2 separate regions of the Gossypium hirsutum genome follow, and region 2 is linked to region 1. Evidence: chromatin contacts called from public Hi-C data. All regions are on one chromosome and are shown on one strand. Each heading gives the region's core, a stretch centred on a gene start, on an enhancer-like site or on the middle of the called end of the contact. The rest is flanking DNA. Distances are from core to core; before and after follow the strand shown. Region 1 holds the start of LOC107920960 (glutamate decarboxylase). Region 2 holds the start of LOC107922665 (protein ACCUMULATION AND REPLICATION OF CHLOROPLASTS 3).

What was found. Hi-C and Micro-C count contacts between places; a contact is called where the count stands out from the background.
Region 2: a contact with region 1 is called in a Hi-C map of leaf, with 2.6 times the contacts expected there. The contact joins the promoter of LOC107922665 here to the promoter of LOC107920960 in region 1. A contact is called at or near these places in 6 of 34 Hi-C or Micro-C datasets (leaf, petal and seedling).

The regions. Positions count from the first base shown.
Region 1 is chrD01:42,757,393-42,760,660 of Gossypium_hirsutum_v2.1, forward strand. It overlaps LOC107920960 (glutamate decarboxylase), which reads right to left and starts at 1,821. Exons shown (of 6, transcript XM_016850792.2): 1 at 832-1,821; 2 at 552-756; 3 at 51-466. The coding sequence starts at 917.
Region 2 is chrD01:43,151,163-43,154,727 of Gossypium_hirsutum_v2.1, forward strand. LOC107922665 (protein ACCUMULATION AND REPLICATION OF CHLOROPLASTS 3) reads right to left here and starts at 2,198. Exons shown (of 16, transcript XM_041086263.1): 1 at 1,769-2,198; 2 at 993-1,051. The coding sequence starts at 2,100.

The sequences.
Region 1 (3,268 bases), core at 571-3,070:
GTTTCAAGTTTATAAAATTTATGTTACTGAAAAAAAAATTTGATATGTACCCAGTTTCCTTGTTCTTTTCTACCAAGAGATCGTTTAAAAGCTTGACGTCTTCAAATTCACCATTGAGGGTTGAACCCAATATGGCTGCTACACAGATGGTGTTTTCATCAACCATTTCCACAGCTTTGGCAGGGTCCATTACATAGTAACCTTCCCTTAGCTTCACTTCCTTCAACTCCACTTCAAAGTACCTGGCGAATTTCTCCCAGCACACTTGAACATTGGCTCCGGTTACGATGTTGGGCTTGTCATATGGTTTGCCTTCAGCTTTACGCTTGTTTTGCCACTTCCTCTTGAAGGCAAGGCCAGCCAACATGATTGCCTCGGATGAACCAACGGTTCCCACTCCAACGGCAGTCTCCGAGTCCCCAAGTGGTGCATTGAACAAATGTGCTATCATGTTCACACACCGATTCTGCATCAAAAATAGGAAAATGACACCATTAGGAGGCAAAAACCATTGAAGCTTTTGACTTTTTCATTGAATTACGAATAAAAACCTGAAGCTCGGTGGTGACAGGGTACTCATCCATGTCGACATAGTTCTTGTTAATGGCATCCATAATAAGCTTATTACATTCAGGCTCCATCCAGGTAGTGACAAAAGAGGCAAGGTTCAACCTCGGGTTCCCATCAAGCATCAGTTCATCGTTGATGATCTGATATGCAGCGTCTTTTGGTATTGAGTTCTCTGGCATCCTGAACCTGCAATAATTTTCTAATTACCCACTATTTTCACCATATAAATGATGCTATGAACCCAGGGAGCTGGAGATTTACCTAGGAAGTTGGTCTCGGACATAACGAGAGGCAAAAGTGGAGTGAACTGAGACATCAGATTGAGAAGCTGTCTTGGATAGCACCATGGTTGATGTGTCAAGAAACACGAAAAAAACTGTAAAATTTGAATGAAATGAAAGATCTGTATAAAGCTAAAAACCGCTGTTGCTGGGTGAAGGAAGCATTGAGAGGCAAATGGGTATTTATAGGGATGTGATTGGAAGACTTTGTTCAAGTTGACCACTTCCATTAGAAAATGACTTGCGCAAATACCAAATTTGACCTTGTTCGCCTTGCAAATGAATACTCAAAAAGGGGAGCAAATATAAAAAATGGAATTTTGGGGAAGAATAAAGAAAGATACACACATGGTAAGATATAATTAGAAGGAAGCCAATAGTCAAAGAAAGCCATCGCAGCCCTGGTTTTGATAATTCAGATCATTGGCTAACCACTAACCAGCCAGCTCACCCACTGAAACATCAAAATGGGTTTCCAGCCTGCCGCTCTTTTCAATAATTCCTTTTCCTTGTTTCCCACGAATTTTCAACTTTCGTGCCATGGCGCAAACCACCTTCGCCCCTCAAGCCGCTTCAAAGCGTCGTTTGGGTGATTTATTGATTCTTTCCATATTTCGCTTAATGAAAATTGTTTAGTTTTAAGCACTTAGTTTGGTTAATATACTAAAAACCGAGTTTAGATACTTCGACAAAGAACATACTTTTCAAAGCCTTTTGTATTTTTATTCATAACAAGTCTAGAAAACCTTTGAAATCAAATTTCATGCTAATGTGGGGTAACAATTTTATTGGTTGTAAAAAGATGTAATCAAAATTTTTAACAATGGTTTAATATCGGAAGAACAATGTTTGTAAATTGGGTATTTTAGGTTTCTCCAAATTAGAGTACTTTGAATGAAAGTTAGAAGAAAAGCATAAAGCCTTAGTAAGCCTTCATTTTATTTAAACAATAATAAATCATTCTTAATTCGGACTTGAGTCAGCAATACGATGAATTAATATATAGTAGTAATTGGATGTTAGGCCTAAGATTAACCAAAATCAAAAAATACCTGACAATGCCAAACAGGGCCTAGTTGTTATGTGGTATGAGTGGATGAGGAGCAAGTCAATGTCAAAATATGGCCTCTTTGAATATTCCCCAATAACCTTACAACTTTATTAATAACCATTCATTTCTTTTCTCAATCTGAAAATAAGTCAACATTAGGCTTCCTAACTCAATATTAAACCAACAAGTTGATTTTACCCATTATTTCTCTTTTTTATATAAATAAATATCAGAATTAACATCAATTTTTCTAACAAACTTTGTGGCTATTCCAATATTTTAGGAATAATAAATAATTATCTAGTGTGATTAATTAAAATAAGCCCTTTCCTTAAATTTTATAAATTAATAAAAAAAACTACATTAACATCAATTGTTTGATTAGTTTGGATATATGATATTAAAATATTTTTAAAAAATTGAATATAATAGATAATCATTCAATTATAAAAAAATTTCATCTTAGACACTTAAAATAAAAAAAATTGTAATTTAAACACCCACATTACATAGTTCAGTTATTTTGATCACTCCCGTTAAAAGCACAAACAACAAACTGATGTGGCAATTAAAAAAATTGGTATAATAATAAATTTAGCCCTCAATTTTATATATTAATCATAATTTTAAAAAATTAACTCTCAAAAATTACATATATTCTCAATTTGATACTAATTCTAAAAAATTCAAACAAATATATAAAAATACATAAAATGTTTTCAAAAATATAACAAATTTAAATTGTGCATTAATATTAATATTAAATAAAAATCATTATATTAATATTTAGAAAAAAAAAAAAAAAACTCCCCTCCCCTCCCCCACCCTCCTTCTCCCCCTCCTTCACCGGACCTACCCCACCATTGAAGCAAATGGCTGTCGACAGTGAACAGATGATGCTCTTGAATTTTGCTTGCAGAAATCTATAACGGAACTCAGAAAACTATTACAACCCGCCCACATTCAGGGAGTAGCAATATTTTCCTTGGCAAGTTGAGCAATCTCATCTCCTTCAATGCCCGGTTCGGTGGGGAATGGGCAGAGGGATGGGGTGGGAATTTTTATTTATTTATTTAATGTTAATATTAATATAAAATTTAAATTTATTACTATAAATTTTAAAAATTTTATGTATTTTTATATATTTTTAAATTTATTAATATATTTTTTAAAAATATTTATATACTTATTAATTTTTTTTAGAATTGAGATCAAATTAGAAATATTTATAAATTTTGAGGGTTAATTTTTTAAAATTATGAGTAAACTGATATATATGTAAAAGTTGAGAGTTAAATTTGTCTTAATACCAATTAATTTAACTACCACATTAGCTTATCATTTGTAATTTTAATGAGAGTGATCA
Region 2 (3,565 bases), core at 948-3,447, 390 kb after region 1:
AATGGAAAACAAAATGAATATAAAAAATCAGCTTAAGTATTTGCAAGAATGTGACAAAAATCAACAAAAAAACCTTGATGAAATTACTTGATCTTAATGTAGAGAAGTTCTTCCAGTTACAACTCACAATTAATTATCATGAATGTAAATCTAAAATCTTAACCTAAATCGCTAAAAATCATCCATCCACCTCACCTGTCAACAACCACCTTATATAACCAGTCACAATTTCTCTCTTATCCATATAGAAAGAAAATAAAGAATGAGAAACACTATCTAGTAGCTTCTACCTAAACTTTCTAAGTTTTAAAGCAAAAAGCAAACTTGCTAACACCAAAATAAGTTTCAAACATTATGGTATACTATCAATCCTAGCTTTCATAAATGGACCTGCCAAAATATTATGCAAAGTCCATTGGTTAAATATCTTCAATTTAAAAAAAAAAAAGGCTAAAAAATTGTATATGAATTTTACATACAAAAAACAGTGAGCTAATATAATGATTATTGCTTTTATTTACCGTTTGGAATTTAGGTTCTCCAGACTTATAGTGATTGAGAAAGTTATTAAAACTTTTTAATCATAATTCACATCAGCTGTTACTTTCATGCCTATTTCACATTCATAGTGATCAGTTACAAGGAAAAGAAACCAGGCACAAAAATTATCAAGCTATACTCAACTTCAGTCAATCACAAAATAATAGATATATAAATAACCAACAAAATTTTGGATTCTTCATATGCAACAAACCGAAATATTTCACCACTGTTACACAAATTACCTTCATTCCAAATATCATAAAGGATTTAAATTAAATTTGTAAGTAAAAGCAAGAATCTTCACAAAAACAGTCAACCATAAGACATGATTTTCGAGGTAAAATAACTACGATGGAATCTTACAGTCTAGATATAATTTCAAATTTGGATTTGATATTTGGTTGATGTAGCATGATATACTAACTAAAGAGTTAAAGATAGGATAAAACCTTTTCCTAGGAACCTTTGTTGTAACTGCACATTTGATGAGTCTTTCATGAGAACATTCCTGGAAAGAAAAAGAAAGATACAGGAGAGAATCTCAAATATATTATCATTGAAAAAGATGTGATGCCAAAAGCTAGAAACCAATACTAGATCTTGAACCAAAGCTTTTGCTATAACATTATGACAAGATTGCTTGAAAGTAGTGAATTTGAAGAGAATATATCCATTCATAACAACAACCTGTCAGAATTTATAAAGCAACAAGATTAGAGAAATCTGAAGCAATTTTAGCACTTCACAGCACGGGAAAATGTTTTGAGCTTATATCTCAAACCTCTCAGCAGTTGTACTTTGAGCTCCAAGGAATGCAGGCATCTTACACTAATTAAAAAAATATTCAGTGCCAAAGATTTGCCCCAAGATAAGAGTCATTATTGCAATCCAGATTTTTGAAGGTTTTCTTAGTAATGTTAAGACACAACCATAGGAAAATCGTCTCCACTAGCCTATGCCACAAATAAAGTATGATAACCTCAGTAGAAAAAGGCAGCCTGGTAGTTGATTTGTGTTGATATATGCAATCTTAACCAAAGGCAGCAAATAATATGCTCATGTATAGAAAAACAGCAGTTTAACAAGATCAACATGACAACAAGATACTTCCTGTTGGCTTCATTTCCATTATACCGTCAACCATTTACCAAAAGCATGCCTAATTCAAATTAAAACCTTTAAAAACCAAAACAAAAAAATTAAAATCAAATTAAAGGGAAATTACCAAAATCTCAAAGAAGACGACTGGAAAGGCGAGTCCAAGCAAAATTCAAGTAGAGCATCTTTCCTACTACCAATGGCAATCACTTCGAGCACCCCACTGTTCCGCTCCATGTTTTGGCCGTACCCATTTAAAGAGCTAGACTGTTTCTCCATACTCATCGAAATTTTAACAACAGACGTCGGGTTATAACACAATCTTTTACAACACAAACTTTTGGGACCAAAGAAAGAATTGAAGAAAACAGACTTTGAAGAGAAACGGGTCAATAAGGAAATGCGAGAAACTACATGAGAACCCGTGAGAACTGGAAACTCCATTGAAGAAGCAGGCATTTTCCTTTTCTTTTGGTTGCAAAATTTTGTCAGCAGGGAATGCTTCTGCAGAGTGATTTAAAGAAATATTTTTTTGTACGAACTGATTTCAATCCGGAATTCCGGATAATAATGTAATGCAAATGGCAAATAAAAATAAAACAAGTAAAATTTTCAGGGATGCAATTAAAGCCCAACTAGTTTTCTTTTTCTTAATTTAAGGCCCAATTATGAAGGCAAATAAAATAAAGTTTTTATTGTTACACCATAATGCGGAATCTACCTATCAACTTATTTTTATTTTTATTTTTTAGTTAAATTTATCAAAAACTGCCCTCAACTTTTCAGGAGGAGTTTAATTTTTTTTTAACGAAAATATTGATAAAAATATTAAATTTTTAAATATGATAATTCATATATTTCATTCTAATTTTTTTATTTTATTATTATTTGACAAATAATATTATGTCAACATAAAATACACGTGAACCATCATGCTGGTTGTCATGTCAACATTATTAAAAAAAATTGATGTTTTAGTCAACATTTTTATTAAAAAATGATTTGATTCTTTTTTAAAGGTTAATGACCAAATTTAGGCTTTTTTTATTTACATTTTATTATATTAAATTCGAAAATGGGCTGGATGGGGATTATTTACAAGAATGGTATGAATTGGTTGGTAGAAGGTGGTGAATAGATGGCATCACCCTCAAATTTTGACAGACATTTAAAAAAATTTATATTTTAATAGGTCATGGCTTGTTGATAGGCGACACCAAAGAAATATGGGTCGAATACGACCCGTATACGACCCAAACCCAACCCAACCCTGTGGCAACTGAAGGTGAAGGGCACCTAACAAGCGGCACCAAGCTAGTGAAGCCCACCTGACAGGCGGCACCAGTCTCTTCTGCAGCGATGGGATGGGACCATCACTGATCTCGTGACTTATGTTTTGGGGACATTATAATGGTCCATAATCCCATTTTTTGATCTGAAAGAAAAAAAACAGTTTAGAATAAGAGAAGAAGAAGAAGAGAACGGGAAGGGAAGGGAAGGAAGGGAAGGGAAGGAAGGGAAAAAAGAAAAAAAAAGACAAGTAGAATAGGTAAGAGAGGAGAAGGAGAAGGAAAAAGGGATTGAATTTGGGGTTGTGTTTAGAGTTTGAAAAAAAAATTAAGGGGTTGTATTTAGGGGTTATAAGGGTTTAATGTTTAAAAAAATCATAAAAGGTATTTTTTAATTTAGTGGGTTTTTTTTTATAAATGTTAATTTTTTTTGTTGTTTTTTTATTTATTTTGGATTTTAATTTTTTTATTTTTGTAAGGATTATTTCGGTAAAAAAGGAAAAAAATTTATAGATTTTATTTTGGTAAGGTATTTTCTATTTTCTATTTTCATTCTTAAGTTTTTTTTATGTTTTTTATTACATTTAAATAACAATATTCGTATTTATGTAAAATCCTCTATGTTTTATTTTTTT